Linked DNA regions of Zea mays: all the other regions are linked to region 2. Evidence: chromatin contacts called from public Hi-C data. All regions are on one chromosome and are shown on one strand. Each heading gives the region's core, a stretch centred on a gene start, on an enhancer-like site or on the middle of the called end of the contact. The rest is flanking DNA. Distances are from core to core; before and after follow the strand shown. Region 1 has its middle 52 kb from the start of LOC103640988. Region 2 has its middle 92 kb from the start of LOC100283010. Region 3 holds the start of LOC103640990 (probable serine/threonine-protein kinase At1g09600).

Region 1 (4,423 bases), core at 684-3,183, 460 kb before region 2:
TAGCCCAAGTCTCGAGTTAATTACTTCCACCCTTAGGATTTTTTTGTGTTCCTCTAAGGATGAAAAGAGCATTATAGGGAACTTTGCAGTAAGATCCCACCATGCTCCCAATGAAAATATTCTTGCAGGTAGAAGCCATCCTTCCTTAAGATAACCCCTGAGCTAGGCATTAATGCAAAATACAACCTCTATCCACAAGATTTAAGCAGGGCTAAGCATTTTTTGTAAATCATATTTGATACTTCACTAGAAGTATCTATAAAGGAATGGATATCAAGGTAGTCAATGCATCAAGTAGTTTCCAATCAATTCCTATAAACTTAATGCACATTTCACTAGACTTAAAGTGTATAAAAGTCTTTTAAAAATACAAGGAAGGGGCAAATGCATCGTGGCTTGCCTTTGTTGCTGTGAAGAGGCTCTCGATCCCTCTATCCAATACACAGTTAGATAGCTCCTCCACTTGATTAGCAGCCACTGGAGTAGACTCCTTCAAATACCACTTCTTCTAGGTGTTCTACAAGTCAATTACAAATACATGTATGCTTATGTAATGATATGGAATGCAAACTCTCACAAGGAGAGGTGGGGAACATAAACACCACAAACTAAAACACAAGACAAGCATACACATGGTTCTACATCACCAACACTTGCTAAAAATGACCAAATTGAATTACTTAGACAAACCAGAGAACTAACCTATCTTAGATCTCATCCAAAAGCTTAAAGCTTTTTAAGCAACTTCATCACTTCACTAAACTATTAGCCGCCCTCATTCCATAGGTGAAGTCATTTTCTTTTTGGACAATAATTAGTTTACTAAGCAAATCACATCCAACGAGTTCCAAATTTTTGCCCACAGTTTTAACTTCTGATAACAAGTCTCTCCAAAAAAATTTCAAAATTTTTGGTGTTATCCTCTTATTTATAAAATTAATATAGGCCTCCCAAGAGCACCTTAAATTCACTTAGAATTTGCTAATTAATCTAAAAAACCTAAAACCAACTTTACGAGAGAGGTCATGAAATTAGACGTCCAACAAAATTTGTCCCATTAATTTATCATTTTTCTATGATTTTTAGCTCAATTTACAAGTTTGCTAATAAAAAAACGATAAAACTGAGTACAGTACTAGGCCAAAACCTAGCCCAGCCGACCCAGTAACAGAAAGAGTTGGCCCACAACGAATAGCCCGCGCCCTCATCACATATCTTGCAAAAAGGACCTTCGCGCTCAAACTAATCCACATCGGCCCTTTCCACTGTTATCTTACTCACCGACAGATTCACTTAAGTCCCTCGGATTCCACTCTTTTACAAAGTTCCAGCCACGTTACCGGCGATATCCTAGACTGCGAACCCGATCCCGAGACATCTCCGCAGTAAATCCTCTCCCAAGTACACGGGGAGCATTAGAGACTCACCAAATTCCTGTTGCGTGCACGAAATCACTCGGGGAACACCGAACACGTGGTTTGAACGGCTGGAGATGAGGCTGTCTATGACGTCGATCTGCGGCGACGTGGTCTGGCGGCAAGTTCCCCGTTCCCGATCAAGGATCCTGGCCTCGGGTAGAGCGACGGCCGGCGTGGTCACTAGATTTGGAAGGCAACGGCGACAAGGGGTGGGTTTAGACTGAAAGAACTGCGTGACCAAGCTACTACGGCGTAGAAACAGGGACGGTAAAACTCTAGCCGGACCTAGCTAAGAAGCACAAGTCGAGGGGAAAGAGAAACACCCTTTTGCCTTGGCAACCACAGCAAGGTATAAACCGAAGCAGCTCTAACATCCATTACTATCTCGACATCTACAGGTTATGGCTAAAGTTTGCATGGACCTGAGCACGTGGCCCAGGCATCCACGCCCACGTAAGGGCAAGCTACAGCGAGGAGAAACTGAAAAAAAAAACAGCGGTGTTTTGATAGAGCAGCACAGCAATAACTGAGTCAGCAGTTGGGATAAGGTTTGAACTCTTTGGTCCCAGATATTTGAAGTCCAAGCTCATCCTTTCATAAAGTGCTAACACCCCTCATACTCCCTTTGACAGAAACAACAAAGCGTCACAGTGACTGGAATGTTCTTCAAACACATGCCCCAATACTGAACCAACTGAACTTCGACCCACTGGACTAACAGAGGCATTTCAGGGTCCTAATACTCCATCCTTCTTATAGCAACTCACTGCCCTTAACACAATCTATACAAAAATCGAAGGTTAAAAATATGCAGAACAGAAGTTACAAATGCTCAAAGTGAGCCCCATTCACTGGATTCTGGTTTCAGCTAACTGAAACATCTATTGACTTTATATGTCTGACAGAAAGGGTTTTGGGTACCTTTTACTCCAAATTTTTGCACAGCACTAGGCCTACTCACCATAAGAAACTTGTCTCCTAATATAAGACCTTCAATTTCTCTACACATTCTATAGTCCAAAACCTTAGGAACCGGTCACAAAAGAGCTCCAAACTAGGCACCATCCACTGAATTTCAGGTTTCAGAAACTGAACAAAATTTCAGTCAAAGCAACTTGACAGCCCATCTTGGAACTAACTTCTCTCCCAAATTTGTGTAGCACCAACCCAACACTTCTTAAATACGTTTGTTCTCCTAGATATGGTCTTCCATTTTTCTATAAAGTTCTTCGTCCAAAACTACCAAGATTTGGCACAATAGAGCTCCAAACAGAGCACCAAACTGTAAATTTATGTTTCAGTGATCTGCACAAAAATTCAGTTTGTGCACACTGACATTTTTGGGCAAGTTTTACTCCAATTTTTGTATGGGGTCATGTCAAGCTCACTTAAGGAAAGTTATTCATCAACAGATGGTCTTCAATCCATTTATGGACCTCTCAGCCCAAATCCTTAGGGATTAGTGACAAACAAGCTCCCAAAACTGCTATCAAACACTGAACTCAGTTCTAGTTACTGTTTTAAATATGAAAATTCAGAAATACAGCAGCACCACTTGGAACCACTCTTTTTTCCTGGGTTTCAAATGTTTTTAGGGGCCAGTTGCTTAATAAAGTTTATACTCCTATAGTTCCTCTACAACTTTGACATAGTGACCCATATCTAAACCCTCATAGATTCCAAACTACAGAGGTGCAAAGCTTGCCCAAATTACTGAAATTCAGACTGAATTTCACTAAGTCTGAAATCCACACTTTCAGACAGATCTACTTTAGACCAGCTTTTCTCTAGGTTCCAAATAGCTTTAGGGCTAAGTGTCTTAATCAAACTTATACTCCTCATTTAGCTCTATAATTGTGTTATAATGATCATAACCTATAACCCTATGGATAAAGCAATAGAGAGCTCCAAAGTTACACCAAAACACTGAAATTCAGGATTTGCATTTACACTAAGTCTGAAATCTGACAGCCCTAAATTGGACCACTTTTTCAGCCAGTTGCATATACTTTTAGGGCTGGTACACTTAATAAGGATTGTTCTCCAACAGTCATTTTACAAGTTTTTTATAGTAACTCCTTACCAAAAGTCCGTAGATCAAAAGTTATAAGGGTCCAAAAACAGCTATATGAAACTGTTTTCAGCCCAATTCAAACTGAACCCAAGCTGAAATTTTGCAAATTACTCCAAATTTCTCCACTCAACTTGGAATTCTCCAGCTATAAAATTTGTTCACTTTTCCAAGTTCTACAACCTTGGTATATGGACTTTTAGCTAAATCCTTCTAGATTTTAAATTCCACATTTGGGGTTAGTTTAGGGTTTCAAATGAGTTTCATCTGTGTTTCAGCTTCTTCCGGGATTCATCTCTTTGATCCATCCATCAAAAACAAAGTTACTCTCTAGTCTAAGATCTGACTTTAGCATATGTAGCTCCTTCCCAACAAGTCCTTGATTTCAGAGTTATTTTGTTTATCCACAATTCCAAGCAAGATTTTCAACCTAAGTCCTATACTCAACACACGACATTACACTTTTGAAAAGAAAATTTTAACCTAGTAAATGCATTCTAGGTATATCAAACAAGATAATGCAAGTGCTTATGATGACATGCCAGCGTTTTAGTTATCGTAACACCAGGGGTGTTATAGCAGTCTCTCGAGGTGGCTGGACTGACCTGACACCGTGCGACGCAGGGGACGCTCCACCAGTCGAGAAGGCAAAAAGGGGATCAGAGACTTACGTGCAGTGCACCTGATATGGGCCATCTACAGAAGACATCGTAAGCACAAGAGTAAGAGTAGAACTGAGACCAGAAAGTAAACAGAAAGAAGAGTGAGACAAAACCTTTTGAGATAAGTAAATAACAGAGTTGGTCAAGATAACCAACTTTTGAAAAGACACTGAGGTCAAGGTAAGAGTAGAGGTCTATAGTTCTTAGGTCGACCATTCTAGTCTAGGTTAGCGGTCCTACAGTCAGCAAGGCTTTGATACCACTTATGTCAC
Region 2 (4,403 bases), core at 177-2,676:
CGGCGATGGCAACACTCATTGTTACATTGGCTCTTGTTTCGGAATAAGACCAGCTTCTCGGAAATTAAATAGCATCAACTTCAACTCTTCACCATCAAAAAGGGCCCGCAGATCCCCCTCCCCGAAGCATGACCCGGCCGTCGGCGCCAGTAAGTCACGACGGGTCCCTTGATCCAACCGCGGTCCAATCCGAAGATGCGACCTCTCCATGACCATTCGGTGATGTCTTCTAATACCTTGCGAAGACTCTTCTACCATCCCGACACTTTGTTTCGATAGCCCAATCTTTTTTCGCCCTCGCGGTTCACCAGGGGCTACCCCCGTAGAAGTCGCCGGTGCTTCAAGGGGGGCGACCCTTAATAGAGACTCCGCTGCAGCTAAATCTAGTGCCACAAAATAATCTAAATCATCTTCCAAGGATTCGTCATCTATCCAAGCAAACGGGTCGTGACACACAAAATCCTATTTTGTGAGGTATAAAAAGTTCTCCAAAGGATTTGAGATAAATGACTTCTATAAATGATTTTCTACCTTTATAAAACATATCCATTTAATATAAATAAATAATAATAAGTAGTAAATGTTGAATTGTGGAAAAGCCTTTAAATTTACATTCAAAATAGTATTTCTTAATAATGTGTGTACTTCACATTTGAAATATATTTTAAATTAGGTGAGTAAAAATAATCTTTATAAATATAACTTGCATTCATGTTGAGGTTTTTGTTTGAGTACTTAAATATACTGTAAGTTTGATCTCTATTTGATCTAGAATTCGAATTTGAATCTGAGTTGAAATTGAGAAACAAAATGAAAAAAAGGAGAAAAGGGCATCACTATGCATGGGCCACCTTCACGCTGCCCGGTTTGGCTCCCTCTCCTCCGCACGGCCCAGTGGGCTCGCTACCGCTGACTCCCTGGCTGTCGTGCTTTGGCACTGATGGGCGGGCCCCTGCCTCAGCTAGACACACCACCGGCCACAAAATTGTTGCGTCTTCCATGTGGGGCCCACGCGCCAGATTGCTCTCCCCTGCCGAGACCTCCAAAACAGAATCGCACCAACCCCGTCGGGCTCCTCGGCCTCCCCTTATGCAGACTCCTCACCCCTGGGCTATAAAGAAATCCGAGCGCCATGCCCCCTGCTCACCAGAACAGAACCAAGAACACAGGATATCTCGATACCATTGCAGGAGGGGATGGATCACCATGGGAGAAAGTGGGGACGCCGCGAGCAGGATTCGTTGAGCACGACATCGTGATTTCCGGTAACAACCCCTCCCATAGATTCTCTTTGAGCCTAGCTTTGTTTTGATGTGTTTCGCTTAGAGCACCGGGCACCGTATCGGCAACGGACCAATCACCGGTGAAGCTCTGTCGTATGGGGGCGGCGACGCCGCTGCTCTGGTCGTGGCGGGCAAGGGGGAAGTGCCTTAAACGTGGATTAAAGGATGAACGGTTGAGATTAGGCCTGTGCATACCATTTTGTGGGGTGATCTGAGCTACTGATCGATGACGGACGAATGAGATCTAATCGGGGAGTCTGTTAATTCCTGCTCGTTGATTCGGGATAGCACAAGTGAGATCGAATCTCAGCTATTTTTAATTGCGATCGTAGATCTCGGATCTGACGGCTTGTTTAGCGTACCATTTCGGTTTATGAAAATTTTAATCTTGACCGTTGAAAGTCGCCTATAGGGGGGTGGATAGGCGAATCCTGAAAATTATAACTTTACACCCCAACTAGATCCCTTGCTTAGTGGTTAGAACAAGACACAAAATTATCGAAGTATAAAAACTAAGTCCTTTGCTTGCAATGGGTATTGTATTCAAAGAGTACGGAATTTAATTAATAACAATACTACTAGAGATGGTGGAGAATAATGCAAGAGGGCTTAAATAAGAAGAGTAGCACAAGTTCTTTCTTGCAAGGAGTTGCTTCTCTAAATGTGATTTTAACTTGAAGCAACACAAAAGGATATTAACAAAGAGTAGCGCAAGAGAACTTAGAAAGAGAGAGAACAAACAAATCACAAGCAATAAACACACGAGACACGGGTGATTTGTTTTACCGAGGTTCGGCCCTCGATGGCCTAGTCCCCGTTGAGGAGTCCACTAAGGACGGGTCTCTTTCAACCCTTTCCCTCTCTCAACCGATCCCCAAGATCAGCGAGCTCTTCTTCTTCTCAAGGATCACTTAAGACCCCGCAAGGATCGCCACACACTTAGGTGTCTCTTGCTAGCTTTACAAGCCTCCAAAACTTTGGAGGAAGTTCAATGGGAGTCAAAACTCCACGCACAATGAACGCAAGATGTAGCACACACTTTCTCTCAATGAATCTCACAAGGCACTAGAGCTAAACTCTCACAAGAGGCTTTCTTTTGCTTGCTCTCTCTTTTGTGGCACTTGTGTGGTTTGTAGTGGTCTAAACCTTGTGTATAGGATGGATCAATGAATAGAGGTGGTTGGGAGGGCTTGAGTATGTCAACTATGTGACTTGGAATGTTGCTTGGGCTCCCTTCCTCTTGAAGTGGCCAATTGGGGTGGTATTTATAGCCACCAACCAAATTGTAGCCGTTGGAGAAGGCTGCTGGCGATGGGCGCACCGGATAGTCCGGTGCACCACCGGACAGTGTCCGGTGCGCCGCCACGTCATCCTATCGTTAGGGCTTGGAGCTGGTCGACCGTTGGAGGCTCTGTCCTCATGTGGCACCGGACAGTCCGGTGCCCCTCTGACCATCTGCTCTGACTTCTGCCGCGTGTACTGTTCTGCACTGTTCACTGTCAGAGTCGACCGTTGCGCGCAGATAGCCGTTGCTCCGCTGGTGCACCGGACAGTCCGGTGGCACACCGGACAGTCCGGTGAATTATACCTTCGTCCATGGCATGCGATATCCCTTCGTCGTGCCCAGTTTGCATAAGAGCCCTTGGGTTTGTTTTAAATAAACCTGTCGTCCACCATATTCAAAGAACATAGCAACTAGGTCTTGAAATTTGCATGTGACCCCCTGAGCTTCTAGAAAATTGTGGCCGCGGCCCAAAGGTTAATAAAATGGGTAAAATTAATAAAGAAAATGATTTTTCGTATAAAAATAATTCCAGAAACTTGTTTAATTCATAAGTAATTCATTCTAACTCCTTTTTTTATCCATTCGAGTTGCATTAAATTCATAATAATATTGTTTATTATCTGGTAACCTTATTTTGTCATGAAACATAGAATAAAATTATGCACTTAGTTTATTCTATATTAAACACTTAAATCTTCAGAAAATCATAAATCTTTAACCGTAACTCCGAATTTAGTGATTCTCGAACCTGCGATCTAGTTGCGAAGCAAAGATCATTATTGTACAATTTGTTTCTATGTTTGGTGTGATGTTAGTTTTCCCTATACCATGTTTGTTTGTATTGCTATGATTAGCAGCGAGGTTACGAGAATCTTGAAGACCAAGCTGGTACCTAGGAATCTTGAGTCCCAGGCAAGTTATGCCCTTGATCACTTTTCTCTTTATCCAATAATGTTTCGATTAATCACTGTGACATGCTCAAGTTAATTTGAAGGGACCTAATAGGTTTCCCTAGATCTGTTTATCCCACACCTTGTTTACCACTGAACTTTTGGGTAGTTTTGCTATTGCTCTACTAGGCGATTAATGTTACATTATGACCATGTTCTAGTTATTTTAGTTATTGTTCTTGACAAGATCATTGTGTTAATTAATATTCGTGCTACCACAAGGGTGGAATGGGATGCCCTTGGCTAACTAATTAGTAAAGCTAGTGGAGGACTACCTTACGCGAAAGGGGCAAGGGCGGTAGAGGAGCTGTGTATAGGGAGGTTCTCGGGTCGATCATGCTGCGAAGGCTTTTCGGATGAGGGATTCCTATATTTCCCTTCTCAGAAACCGTAGCGGGTTTTTTGAAGCTAGTGGAACTTTGTAAAGGCCTCATAGTGCTACCCTGCCTCGTCTCCTTAGCAGAGATGAATGGGTAGTCGTGATCCCTTAGAAAATGGGTAACACGACTTGTGGATAAAGGGTGCAACCTCTGTAGAGTGTAAAACTAGTATATCAGCCATGCTCATGGTCAAGAGCGACTCAGGACTCTCGCATGATTAATCTATGGAACTAAACTTAATTTTTTCATATGCATTGCATTGTGGGTGTTGTTATTAATTTTGATCCCTTACTTATTTGGGTTGGTATCTACTTATACTTAGTAACTGCTAATAAAACTTTGATCAACTTTAAAAGCAATGCTCAGCTTTAACCATCTCCTTTGGTAAGCCTTATACTTCACATGAGCTCCCACCTTTGGTGAGTTCATGCACATTATTCCCTGACAACTTGTTGAGCGATGAACATATGTGAGCTCACCCTTGTTGTACTCACATCCACCCCAG
Region 3 (4,788 bases), core at 2,007-4,506, 370 kb after region 2:
ATTATATAAACTTGAGTATTTAAATACAATATTTAATTATATTTGTACCTTCGGCTTGACAGAAGGCAAAAATCCAAGCGTTGTGCACAAGCGAATACAAGATAGCGTGTACAGTACAGGGGTATTGTTCATCTATTTATAGGCACAGGACACAGTCTATGAGAAATTACATTCATGCCCTTTACAAATGTTTACAATCATAGTACAAGCTATCTCGGGCCGATTGGTCATTTCATCTTTAAGTCAGTGCATCTGAAAATGTACTCCGAAACTCTTTGATTGATAGCTTCGGCTTTGTGTCAGTCTTCCGAAAGTGTTTCTTCTTATGGGACCTTCGGCGACGAAGCAGACCCCAACAGACCCCAAACAACCGAAAATCTTCAGTCATGTGTGCCTGCCCTGCATACTTAACTGAAAGATGCACATTTTTTGGTACAAGTTGCAAATTTTGGGTTAGCCAAATACCAAGCAGTTGAAGTAAACGCTGTTTCTACACGTGTGATGGGAACTTTCAGGTAAATCGTCTATGTGATGTTGGCACGCCCAGCTATTTTCCTTGCCCACATACATCATAATCTGCTGACGCATGAACCGATGCAATTAGTGACATAAGACTGGATTTGTCTTGTCTTTTATTTTCGCCTTCAGACATCCGACGCCAGAGTACACTGCCACAAATAAACAAAGTTAACGACCGGTCCGACGTTAACCATATATCAAGCAGATAAACAAGATGTTAATCCTGCTCCGTCACAAGACAAGAAGATGGGTTTCTTGTCATTATTTATGGTGGCTTCTATGCCGACCTGCTGATAGGCACTCTCAGTCGTGGGCTTTTCTATTTTACCATCAGACACACAAATCATAGACACAAATAGTCACACAAGTCATAGACATAGGGTGACATAATAGTAAAGAGCCCACAATGAAGTGACAAAATAGCAATTTTTTCGCTCATTAGGTGTAATTGGAGCTTACCTAGCCTCTGGCTTTAGCAACGTTCTGACAACGACTGCTCGAAGGGATATGAACAAGATGAGCTCTGTCAGTTTTCCACACAACGTTTTCCCTTCAAAATACATCACCAAGAAATTTGTTGTCCATGTATCAATCGAGAAGAAACACAGGCCTTTCACAGATTGATAGACTTTTAGCGAAACCTAATCTTAGTTAAATCGCTGACAAGTTGTTTTACTTTATTCACTCCGTCTTTGTTGTTCACTACACTCACGACTACGGTCACCCTCCCAGACGTCATTTATTGGTGAGTAGTAGGATGCATGCATCATCATTATCGTGAATGGCACATCAAAGGAGCAGGGAATCTCGTGCGAGCTAAATTTGGTAGAGTGACCTTTTCTTTTTGCTATTTCGACGACTAGGAAGATAATGGGACCCCTTCATATTATTAAGGCCAAGCAACTGATTAAGCTACTGTCCATGAGCGTCCTTGTGCCTCAATTATGACGTATGACCTCATGTCCGCATAGTCTTCACATCTTTTCCTTTTCCTCCTATTTAGAGTATTTCTTTCATTGCTTGAAATATAGGTTCGAAATGATTGAGTCTGAACTGACGCACTAGACACAAGCATGCAAAAACTGAGGTGGTACCAGCAATGAACAAATGGCCATCTCAAGTGCTCACTATTCCCCTATGTTTTTCTTATTGCAGGAAGACCAGACTAGCTCTGACAAAAGCGGTGATTTGGTGAAGGTTTTGAGGGAAGTAACTGTCGTGCAGAGGAACATTGCCAACTTGAAAGTGGAGCTATAGGGAAGAAAGGTGATGTTTTGATATCTAGTTGTTAGACTATCTTTTTCCAATATTTTGACAATGTTATGTTTTCTTACAAGCTTCTCTTAGATGGCAAGAGTAGCGTGTACCCTCCGTGACAAGAGGCTGGACGATAGAGTAACTGTGCTATCGGGTGGCGTGAAACCGTTCTGGTCTTGAGAAACCTGAAGACGGTTGACATATGCAAGGGTTAAGTGCTACATATATCGTGTGATTAGACATCAACAGCTGGGTATTAATTGATTCGGATTGTCGTTACTTCTCATATATGAAGACTTGGTCACTGCCCTACATCGTATTTAACAAGTGAAACTAGGATGTGATAAAAGAAAGCTAGATTAAGACAAGTGATTGATCTAGATTAGGATAATCTAGATTCAGGAAACTACTTAATTTGGCAAGTACAATGAAAGCTTGGGGACCAATTTTAGTAAGCTTTGATGCAATAGAGTTCTTGATTCTTGCTATACTTTACATTTATTCTCAAAATTCAACATATCATTGATAGTCTTTTCTTTAGTCAGGTAAGACTTGCGAAAATACCTTCGTACTTAGGGTTCTTTGAACCCATCGTTGCAGATGGTGAACCTTTGGAGTTTTGTTGCTTCTGCACCAAGTAGTCCCAAAGCAGAGGAGGAAACTTAAGTATTGGTTATGGAAGGTGCTAACCTTCCAATTATGAAATAAGTAGGTTGCACTCAAACCCTTATATTGTAATAACTACTCTTTCCTTATATTGTTTACTCAAACATCTGGATGTGAATTAAGTTATTATAACTCTTTCCGCTTTACTCCGATTTGTGTTGTAATGTCTATGAGATGTGTTAATCGCTCTTGGGATGTAAAGGAGAAGTAAGATCTTGTTCCTGTCAAGCTATTTAGCACACCTGTATAGTCGTTCTAGATTTTTGTGACAAAGACAGGTATGAGTAGGCCTAATATCTTGTGAGGTTCCAGTCGGGATGTATGGCAGGGCCTAGATGAACTTAACCCGGTATGCGTGCAACCCACGCAGCGCATCGGCCCACGAAGCGGTCGCGCACCGCGCAGAGAGGATTCGGACGCGGGACCAGACTTGCATGCATGCATCATGTAGCGCGTGGGTAAAGGAGGGGCTGCATGTGATTCCAAACGCGGAGGCAGGCTTGTATGCAAATGCAATGCACGTGAAGCACAAACATCGCACGATGGTGCTGCTTTTTTAATTAGTAGAGATAGATTTTTTTGGAGTATTTTTTAATATGTTAAAAAAGTTGCCCTGCAAAAATCTAATTTAATATAGTCACATTACAATTTACAGAATTTTCTTTTTGCTACAGTAGTTTTTATGTAAAATGAATTACACTATCATCTATCCATTAACCGCATCCAAATTGTTGGAGGTTATACACAGGAGGTATGAGAGAGAAGAAACATGACTTGTAACTATTTATAGATAAGAAGGGTAACCATGAGCTAATTTTAGCTCTCACAATATCTCCCATCCGTTCCTTTCTGAATACCTGGCCGTTAGCAATTTCTAATGGTTTGGTTCATTTCCTTTTGATATTTTTTTTTTAATTTTTTTTCGTGTATTGCTTTAGAGACAGAAAAAATAAAGAAATTTCTCTATGAAACTCCCTTACAGCGAAATCCCTATCTGTTGTTTGCAATCCAACTTTGTTGTGCATTAGTGTTCTTGTACTCACCCCTCTGTCCAAGGACCAAAATGGGAAGCTGGTGTCGTAATGGTTTATTGAAGGAAAAAAACAGATTGATACCTGGTTCTTGGTTCATGTTGCTGGGATGCCTTCACACCAATCTGCAATTTTCATCATATTTGGCTGGTTTTTCCTGCTCCTGATCAGATTTTGAAAGAGCTAACCATTGCCCACAATCAACTTACTGTCGGTTGGGTCAGGGTGCTGCTAGCTCCTCCCAAAGGTAAAGTTTTTTTTTATCACGCCTAGTGTTTCATATGAAATCATTTGAATTGGAAAAAACTTGTGTGCTACATAGTAGTTGGTTTTGATAGATTAGCCTGATTCATAAAATTCCAAACGTTTTAATTTGCTGGCCTTCTTCAAACTGTTGCCCAAATTTGACATTATTTTCACGCATTTCAGTTTCTCTCCAATATCTATACAATTTGTGCCAGTCCATCTAATCACCCCGCGCCCCTAGAGAATAGGCATTGAAGAAACTGGTAGCCTGTTCCTCAAGATCATATATAGGGGGAAAAAAGCACAAAATAAAGAACGAACTCATCTGCTGTTCTTTCAATAATTGTATGGTCATCACGGATACAATCAAAAGTCAGTAGCAAGACTGGGAAGCTAGCTGAGGAGATGGTCATTTGTCGTCAAGTGCAGAGATTAGCAAGAAAAACCGCAAAAATTGGTCTCAGTGCAATCAGCTCGTTCAAGAAGAAGGCCCTGCATCTTATGGGCTGTCTTTGCTCCAAAGGCGCCAAAGAAGATGCCAATGCCGCTTCTGGACGCAGAACGCCGCCAAGGAGAAGTGAGCCAGCCACTGATGCGATCGCGAAGGACAGCAGCAGTTCAGCCGCGCTTAATAATGCAAAGACCAAAGGAAATCTGTATGGTGCAGAAAAGGTGGTAGTGTCTCTAGATGCTAGGATCAGCAGTGGAAACAACGCAGAGTTTAAAGGGCTTAATGCAGTCTCTGGCTGGCCATCTTGGCTCGTGAATGTGGCACCTAAAGCAGTAGAAGGCTGGTTGCCTCGGCGAGCAGATTCCTTTGAGAAACTGGCCAAGGTAAACTACTTACTGAGTGTATACCATGCATGCAAATTGCTAGAATAGATTGTTTTGCGTCGCAGATTGGGCAAGGAACCTACAGTGTGGTGTACAAAGCCCGGGATCTGGAATCTGGGAAGATCGTTGCGCTAAAAAAGGTGCGGTTCGTCAACATGGATCCCGAGAGCGTGCGCTTCATGGCCAGAGAAATCCACATCCTTCGGAGGCTGGACCATCCCAACGTCATAAAGCT

Evidence for each region. Hi-C and Micro-C count contacts between places; a contact is called where the count stands out from the background.
Region 1: a contact with region 2 is called in a Hi-C map of leaf, with 6 times the contacts expected there. The contact joins two enhancer-like sites. A contact is called at or near these places in 2 of 25 Hi-C or Micro-C datasets (ear and leaf).
Region 3: a contact with region 2 is called in a Hi-C map of endosperm, with 3 times the contacts expected there. The contact joins the promoter of LOC103640990 here to the enhancer-like site in region 2. A contact is called at or near these places in 4 of 25 Hi-C or Micro-C datasets (bundle sheath, ear, endosperm and 1 more).

The regions. Positions count from the first base shown.
Region 1 is chr10:29,814,193-29,818,615 of Zm-B73-REFERENCE-NAM-5.0, forward strand. No RefSeq gene overlaps it. Among protein-coding and RNA genes, the nearest start is that of LOC103640988, 52 kb to the left of the region's middle. Within about 2 kb of position 1,934, at least 7 of the 20 cell types and tissues checked have an H3K27ac peak or open chromatin away from gene starts, as enhancers often do. A contact at or near this core is called in leaf, where this site is marked.
Region 2 is chr10:30,275,040-30,279,442 of Zm-B73-REFERENCE-NAM-5.0, forward strand. No RefSeq gene overlaps it. Among protein-coding and RNA genes, the nearest start is that of LOC100283010, 92 kb to the right of the region's middle. Within about 2 kb of position 1,427, at least 20 of the 20 cell types and tissues checked have an H3K27ac peak or open chromatin away from gene starts, as enhancers often do. A contact at or near this core is called in bundle sheath, ear, endosperm and 1 more, where this site is marked.
Region 3 is chr10:30,643,774-30,648,561 of Zm-B73-REFERENCE-NAM-5.0, forward strand. It overlaps LOC103640990 (probable serine/threonine-protein kinase At1g09600), which reads left to right and starts at 3,257. Exons shown (of 9, transcript XM_008664416.3): 1 at 3,257-3,720; 2 at 3,903-4,553; 3 at 4,619-4,788. The coding sequence starts at 4,125.